Regions from separate parts of the Mus musculus genome. Here region 1 is linked to region 2. Evidence: chromatin contacts called from public promoter capture Hi-C data. All regions are on one chromosome and are shown on one strand. The core of a region is the stretch at or near the end of the contact, and the rest is flanking DNA. Distances in the headings are between cores, read along the strand shown.

What was found. Promoter capture Hi-C pulls out the DNA fragments that hold promoters and counts their contacts.
Region 1: a contact with region 2 is called in a promoter capture Hi-C map of hippocampal neurons, with 3 times the contacts expected there. The contact joins the enhancer-like site here to the promoter of Hmgcr in region 2. A contact is called at or near these places in 3 of 39 promoter capture datasets (cranial neural crest, embryonic stem cells and hippocampal neurons), 6 of 115 datasets of contacts at active chromatin or transcription factors (SST interneurons, embryonic forebrain, embryonic stem cells and 3 more) and 1 of 9 other capture datasets (liver).

What each region holds. Positions count from the first base shown.
Region 1 is chr13:96,009,646-96,013,276 of GRCm38.p6, forward strand. The region is part of intron 4 of Sv2c (synaptic vesicle glycoprotein 2c); the gene reads right to left. Among named protein-coding and RNA genes, the nearest start is that of Gm24032, 110 kb to the left of the region's middle. Within about 2 kb of position 1,741, at least 75 of the 459 cell types and tissues checked have an H3K27ac peak or open chromatin away from gene starts, as enhancers often do. A contact at or near this core is called in SST interneurons, hippocampal neurons, neural tube and 1 more, where this site is marked.
Region 2 is chr13:96,669,507-96,673,658 of GRCm38.p6, forward strand. Hmgcr (3-hydroxy-3-methylglutaryl-Coenzyme A reductase) reads right to left here and starts at 1,430. Exons shown (of 20, transcript NM_008255.2): 1 at 1,305-1,430.

The DNA.
Region 1 (3,631 bases), core at 491-2,990, 660 kb before region 2:
AACATTTGATAGGACAATTTGCGCAAACGGAGCTTGGGTCTTTGTCCCTGTTATTGAATCCTGGTTTCCTTTTACACATCATTTCTCTGTTCCAACCACGTTAGCCTTCTTCACATAAAGCTGGCCATGTATTCCATTAGTTAACACATACTTATTGAGGACTCAGCGCTGGAGGTCACCAATGACAATTTCATAGCCACGTGGCATTTAAAAAACCAGTGCGAACTGGAAATAGTGATACAGGAGGAAAATGAGAACATAGCGCAACAACCTAAAAAAACAAAACAAAACAAAACAAAAAACAGGAGCAGGACAGAGTGCCCCAACAGCTTATCGTTGAGGGGAGCTGACCCAACTGGGAAATCTATGGGAAAAGCCAACAACAAACCTCACGAATGAGATGGGCTCCCATCCAGGAGAGGATGTAGGCAAAGGCTCAGGGCTCGGCTCTCCTCTTGTACCATCTTTTCATGAGTGTGTTTGTTACCAAGTGTTTAAGCATCTTGACTGATAGATCTATGCTGTCCAATATGTCAGCCCCTAGCTGCCCATGGCTACCAAGCACTTAAAATGTGGCCAGTGGGACTACAGTACTGAATGAGAAGGTTGGTTAGTTTTGATGAATTTATATTTAGAAAATATTGGGAATGGTTGGAACACTTGCAGAGATTGTCTTCCACCAAAAGAAGCGCATACATGTAGGGCCTGGTGTCCCTAAAACAAATAATCAATGCAGAGAGCAGTGGAGAGCTATCCCAGACTGCCATGCAGGTAGTGAGACTCCGAATCTACACTTTCAACTGGGAACTGGGAACTGGGAACTGGAAATTTGATTGCAAACTGAGACAAGTTTAGTAAACTTGCCAGATTTGAAGATTTACTGGCAGAAAAAATATGTAAATATCTAATTTTTCATGTTAAATTCTGTTTAAGTGGTTATATTTTAGATGATTAGTGGGTTAATTAAAATATTATAATAGTATATCCTTTTTACTTAAAAAATGTACATGCATGTGTGTGCGTGTTTGTGTGTGTGTGTGCTGTGTGTGCATGTTCATGTGTGTGAACTAAATAGTAAGGAGGGTTAGAGGAGTCATTGCTACAGAAAGGATATAAATAAGCATTTTGGGGGCGGGACATGAACCTCATAGCATAATTTTGGCCTCAAAGGCTGAATCAGTAACTATAGCAAAACCTGAGTGTTCACTGGCTTTAAGTACACAGTGGAACACAAATACACTGTCTTTGACTGTGTTGGTTTTTCCGTCTGTACTGATTGGCTGTCCCTGCCTCAGGAAAGGCAGTGACTAATTCTGATGAGGTCTGGCTAGCATGTGCAGCCGCTCAAGCTTTTATCTGTTGATTACACTCTCTGCAGGATAAGATCCTCATGTGAGATCCCTCACCCATAGCCACCTCTCTTTGTACACCAGGGAAGCACAGACCGCCCTTCTGATTGGCTATAACATACTGCATAAAGGAAGCCACGGTTTCCCACTAAAGTGTGAGCCAGAGGGGAAAAAGGGACACAAATGACCAAATCAATAGCTATCCCTTAAGAGGAAACCATGATTTATGACGCTCTTAGGCGGCAAGGACACGTGTTTCTCAGGGCAATGGCAGTGATGCAGAGGGCGACCAATCAGAGGAAGCCGGAGTCAGGGTGAGATCTGCTGATCTGGACTCTACCACAGGGCAGGACAGCAGATGGGAGGAACATCCCCTCCGTGAAGTGCTCTGTTTGTGAGTCACAGTAGGAAAGGCACAAGACGTCCTCCAGACTCTGAGCAAGCTCAAGGCTCTGACTAACCCCTTTCCTCTGCAGGTTTTCTAGATCTTTTGTATAAAACCACTGCAGCAAGCCTTAAATGCATTGAGCTGGCTTTGATGAGTGGCAGGTTATGTGGAGGTGTCCATGTGAGTCATGATTTTCCTCAGAAACACACAGAGTAATAATGGCTGCATTATTCAGTGTGAATGTTTGATACATACGCTTAATTTTATACAAGCAGAAAGGACAAATATTACATTGCTGTGGCTAGGCAGTGTTAGATGCAAAGCAGGGGTACTTCTAAATTATAGGCTCCATGACACTTAAATATCTATTGAATAATACTTCATAGTTATAAAAAATCCAACCAATATGCCCATATGCACCCTGGATTATAACAGTGCACTCTACTCTAAAGAAATAAGAATTTATTTAAAAGAATTACATATACTGAGACCCCCTATAACAGAGCTTGATTCTGTGCCCCGAGTTAATGCAGCTACATTGTTGTGGCATGAAAAGATTTAAACAAAACAAAACAAAACAAAACAAAATCCACACTTCCTAAGATCAGAGGAAGCCACAGCTGCAGTAGGCTTGATGCCTCAGTGTAGGGGAATGTGAGGGCGAGGAGGTGGGAGTGGGTGGGTGGGTGGGGGCACACCCTCATAGAAGTACGAGGAGGGGGGGATGGGATAGGGGGTTTCTGGGGGGTGGGAATCGGGAAAACGGATAACATTTGAAATGTAAATAAAGAAAATATCCAATAAATAATGACTAAGCATAAAAAAAGAAAAAAATTGGCATCTTTTAAAAATGGACAATGTTATATAAGATATTTAGTGGGCATGGTGATCTCTCTCTCTCTCTCTTTCTCTCTCTCTGTGTCAGGCTATGGTGGTGGCATGGCTGTGTCTTCTTCGTTCAGGGGATGAAATCCAATTCCTGATACATCTGATGCATGGGTTCTGATGCATGGGTTCCCTCACTGGGCTACAGTGCCGGTCCACAACATGATGTTTTGATATACAGGGTGTTCGCATTGTGGGCTGATTAAATCAAGCTCCTTAACAAAACACTTATCCCAGGTATGTGTCAAGTGGTACAGTTTTACTCAGATGAGGTGGGGGTGAGCTTTAGGGACCTACTGCACAGCTGATCAGATGCAGCTGTTTGGGGACCTTGGAAACGACTATCCAGTGTTCAGAGCTGCTAATTAACTACAGATTCCTACACCTGGCCAAAAAAAAAAAAAAAAAAATCAGAGGGCTCTTAATCCACTCCCCAACTTTTATGAAGAATTTACCATTGGGCCACAGAATGCTATGGTAAGGAGATGGCAAATGTTTTCCAGCGAGTGAGCGTCAGACACCAAGGCTTGGAGACCCGACGGGTGCAGGAATGTAGACGAGGACAGGCCGTGCGGTCTCAGTCAGGGTCTCACTCTGCTTCTGTATTTCTGTCATTTATGCATCTTATGCTTGGGTGATGTACATGCAGCAAGAACCCTTGATGCTGGTTTTCTTTTTAACCTTAGGGACAGAGGGCGGCATCTTCCACCACACCTTTTGCACGGCACTGTGTAAAGAAGGCTCATCATTTTGTACCAGCATCCACTCCATCCTCCCCACCACCCTCCCTGCAGATGAGGTGTTTTAAATCATAGATCAGAATTTGAGGAACACCTTCTAAAGTGGGCCATGTGTCTTTTCTTAACAATAGCAACATGCTCTAGACGCTTTGCTCTTTTTCTTATTCCTTCCAGGCTACTCAGTTTTATGCTTTTAGACCCCACTCCACATCTGTTCTTAACAGACATGCGGATTCCATACCTTTTACATTACCCATTGCCCTAGTGAT
Region 2 (4,152 bases), core at 180-2,679:
ACTCTTTGATTAGAAAATATCTACACTGATATGTGCAGGTTGTCCCTTTGAGGGTAAGACCCCCTAATCCTACACTGTAGCCACGTCTAATCCCAACAGGATGAACACTCAGCATTCTTAACCTACCCATCCATCAAAGGGGGCCATCATCACCTTGCACAGAAAACAAGTTCTGTACCCAACTTTACCATACATTACCAGTTTCTAAGTCCATCTCCTCTTCATGGTCAAGTTCTCTGACCAAAGTATTAAGTGGAACCATAAAGAACTACTATTTTAAGAACTTAAAAAAAAAAAAAAAAGCACAATTTCAAGATAGATTTAAGGATTCAGAAACTGATCCCAGAATATAGCTCACAGTCTACAAATTAGACAAAAATATAGCAGTGTGAGCAAGCACACCCTTTATCTTGCCTGGTCAAGTTCTAGAAAGGCACTACGACCAAGTAAGCCCACAAAACGCAGCCCAATGTAGATCCAAGACTTTTGCCCTACGATAAATAAAATACAAATAAATCACAAGTAACCAAACAAAATGTATTCCCTACTTCGTGTGATGCTTTAATTGTACACAACGACTTTGTAAGTAAAGAGCCAGTAACAGACGTTTCCTGTGCCTTTACAGGCCTTAGCCCGAAAAGATACAACCTCAAGAGAGGAAAGATTTCCATCTGTCCGCTTTCGATGAAAGACTATTAACTTCGCCCAACCTCAGAAGTCTACTGTTTTACTTGCGAACCTCTAAGGCCATTTTCTTCATTCAAACCAAATAATTCCAATAGGTGCATAAGGTAAATTGACATCAGTATCAATGAGACTACGCCCCTTAGGAGAAAGACTATAACATAAAGGTCGAGAGACCGACTTCGGAGGGCTAGCTGTGCCTGTACAGACCTCGCATCCTCCTCCGGGCCCACTAGGAAGAGCACAACCTGCCGTACCCACGCGGATCGGGTCAATTTGCAGCCTACATCTCCATCACTTTAAAGACGGGTCCTGCCGCAAGGCAGCGCCTGGGCGTGAACCCTTGTTCTCTAGGGCTCCCGCTGTCCCCTCTGCCAGGCACTCGTACACGGATGACCGTGACCGCCGGGTCAGCACAGCGCCCTCCGGACTGAACCCACGGACGCCCCGTCGCTGCACTGGCCCTCAGGCCCACCCGGCCCACGGGTTCCCTGGCCGCCGCCCTGCCGCCGGGCCTCAAGGACGTGTCCTCGCGGTCCCCTCGGTTCGCAGCCGCCTCGTGAGCCCAGGCGGAGCGCGAGACCCGCTGTCCCGCCGGTCCCCAGCGTCCGCCAGCTCACCTCCGGATCTCAATGGAGGCCAAGCCGGCCCAGCTGCCGTCTCCAGCCAACGGAGCCCCGGGCGGAAGGAACTGCGCTTACGCACGCTCCAGGCCGCCAGCGGGCCGCCAATAAGGAAGGATCGTCCGATCCCCTAGCCAATCGTCGGGCGGCTGCTCAGCCTGACGGCCTACGTCACGAACGGTCTCCCTAACAACCGCCCACTGCTCGCACCCGGGCGGAGAACGGGCACCGCACCATCTCTCACCACGGCAGAGCCAACCAATGACGGGTCGGGTCCCAGCATCGCGGCCTTCCTATTGGTCTCCGAGCCGAGGGGCGCCTGCAAGGACGCCGCCCGCGCGGGGAACAGGGGATGCCGCGGGTGGAGTACCCCGAACTCAGAGTTTGACCTGCAGGGTCTTGCCCCCGTGGGAAGACCACGGGAGGCCACCGTGTTAGAGTTGGAGCGTGAACGCGGGTTAAGGTTGAAAAGAAAAAGCCCAGTTAGTAGAGAGATCTGTGGGGAAGTAGTAGAGCTCTGAAAAAAAAAAAAAGAGGAATTTAAAAAAGAAAACGAAATGTGGCAGGGACTTGCAGCCCAAACCCCCTGTGACATACCCATCAGTGCTAATGGCTCCGGCTATCTAGGTCACCTGTCGCACACTGGATTCTTGCTGAAGAGTCCCTCTCCAGTGTCGTCTCTGAATTCCCTCTGCTCTCCTGCTGGCTGAAGGCCTTTATCAAGCCCTTAACTCAAACTTGCAATAACCTCTCCTAACTGGTCTTCCCACTCTCGGGTGCTTACACCTTCTGCTTCTGGCGTTTCTGCTGCAGTAATCTTCCTCTTATGCCATACACCTGCCCCTAAATCAGCCTCCAGTATGGCCCAACCCCATTTCACCTACACAACTCTATCCCTGTGTTAGCCTAGAGTAACTTACCCTTCGATTGTACTGAATCGCTTTTGACACCCCTGCTCATGGTCTTAGTTTAGCCCGGATATACCTACCCACTTTAAATTTTGAAATCCTAATTATACCTCAAGGATCATTCATATGCCACCTCCTTTCCTGATTCTCTCAAACATATGTCATATCTCTCTTCTGAACGCCCATAGCACTTCCGTAATAGTCTATGACTTGTCTTACTGTTTTATGTGGAAATGTCGTAAAGAGAGCAATTGGTACATAACTCCTTTTGTTTTTGTGCGCTCTCTGTTTCTGTGTGTGTGTGTGTGTGTGTGTGTGTGTGTGTGTGTGTGCTGCTGTGCACTACATGTACAGAACAGTGCCCAAGGAATAGCAAGAAGAGGGTGGGGGATCCTCTGGAACTGGAGTTACGTAAGATGGTTGTTAGCTGCCATGTAAGTGGAAACTGAATCTGAATTCTCTGAAGAACTGAAGTGCTCTTAACCGATGAGCCATCTCTTAAAACACTATATGTTCAGTAGTACTTTTCATAAACTAAAAAAGTACCTGGTTAGAGTCTCATCGTTGTTATAAAATAGGGATTGCTCCCATTTCACACAAAGAACATGCTCTAAACAACTTGAATCAATTGGAAAACTAAGATTTCATTCCACATCTAAAGCTGGGCTTCTAGAGTTACCTTCCACTGGCTTAATATAGAGCCTTTGTTCATATCTTTACGAAACACTCCAAAAAGTTTCTTATGTCCAGGGTGTGGTGGTTAGAGCTGGAAGTATAATAATAGACACAGTACACGTGGCACCCACCAAAGTGAAAGCAATTGAAGTGAACAGACTTCTTAAACGGGGCGGTGGAGGAGGGGGGGTGCGGGGGGGGGAGGAAATGGAAAAAGGGCAAGAAAGAAAAGTAAAGAAAGATGTAGGGGAGACAAGGTATAGATAAGTCCAAGAGCCTGGAAACCCTGTCATATTCTTCATGCCTCTAAAAGTCTGACAGGCTAAATGTCTCACATTACAGATTGTAAAAATTGTTACTAATACAGCCTTAAAGGCAAATGTGGTGGTACACGCATGTAATTCTAGCACTGGAAATTTAAGGAAAGAGAGGTCATGAGATTGAGGCCATCCCAGGCTACAAGGGAAAACCATAAATATGCTTAAATTTTTCCTGAAAGGACTACAAAGCTATTGCAGAAAAGATAAAATGAGGTTTGAAAACTTTTGTTCCCAATTTCTTTTTGAGAACTCCAGTAGACATATGAGTTAAAAGCCAAGCAAGAAGTAGCTGTGGGTAGAGTTCAGTAACAGGCTTACCCAACATTTTTGAATTCCTGGGTTTGAGCTCCAACACAAAAAAACAAACAAACACACACACACACACACACACATAATGAAATTCTATCTCATTTTATATTCGTTTTTTTTTTTTTTTTGAGACAGGGTTTCCCTGGCTGTCTTGGAACTCACTTTGTAGGCTGGCCTTGAACTCAGAAATCTGCCTCTGCCTCCCAAGTGCTGGGATTAAAGGCATGCGCCCGGCTTTGATTTCTTTTTTTCTTTGTTTGAGACAGAGTCTCTCCACATAACTCTGGCTGTCCTGGAAGTCACTGTTTAGACCAGGTTGACCTCAAATTCAGAGATTGCCTGCTTCTACCTCCCCAGCTCATTTTATATTCTTAAAACAACCTCAGTCGGTGTCATTCTCAGAATGTATTCCAAAAGAACTATTAGTTTGTCTCACCGAGAATCAGTGCTTTACAAATTGAATTTTTTGGCATGGATTATGTGTAAAGATGGTGACTTATGGCAAAAGGAAAAACAAGAAGATTGTATTTCTCTGTGTTTATTTGTATGTTATTGAGACAGGGTCTCATGTAGCCCAGACTCACCTCAAACTGTCTATGTAGCTGAGGATGGCCTTGAATTCCGGATCCCCTT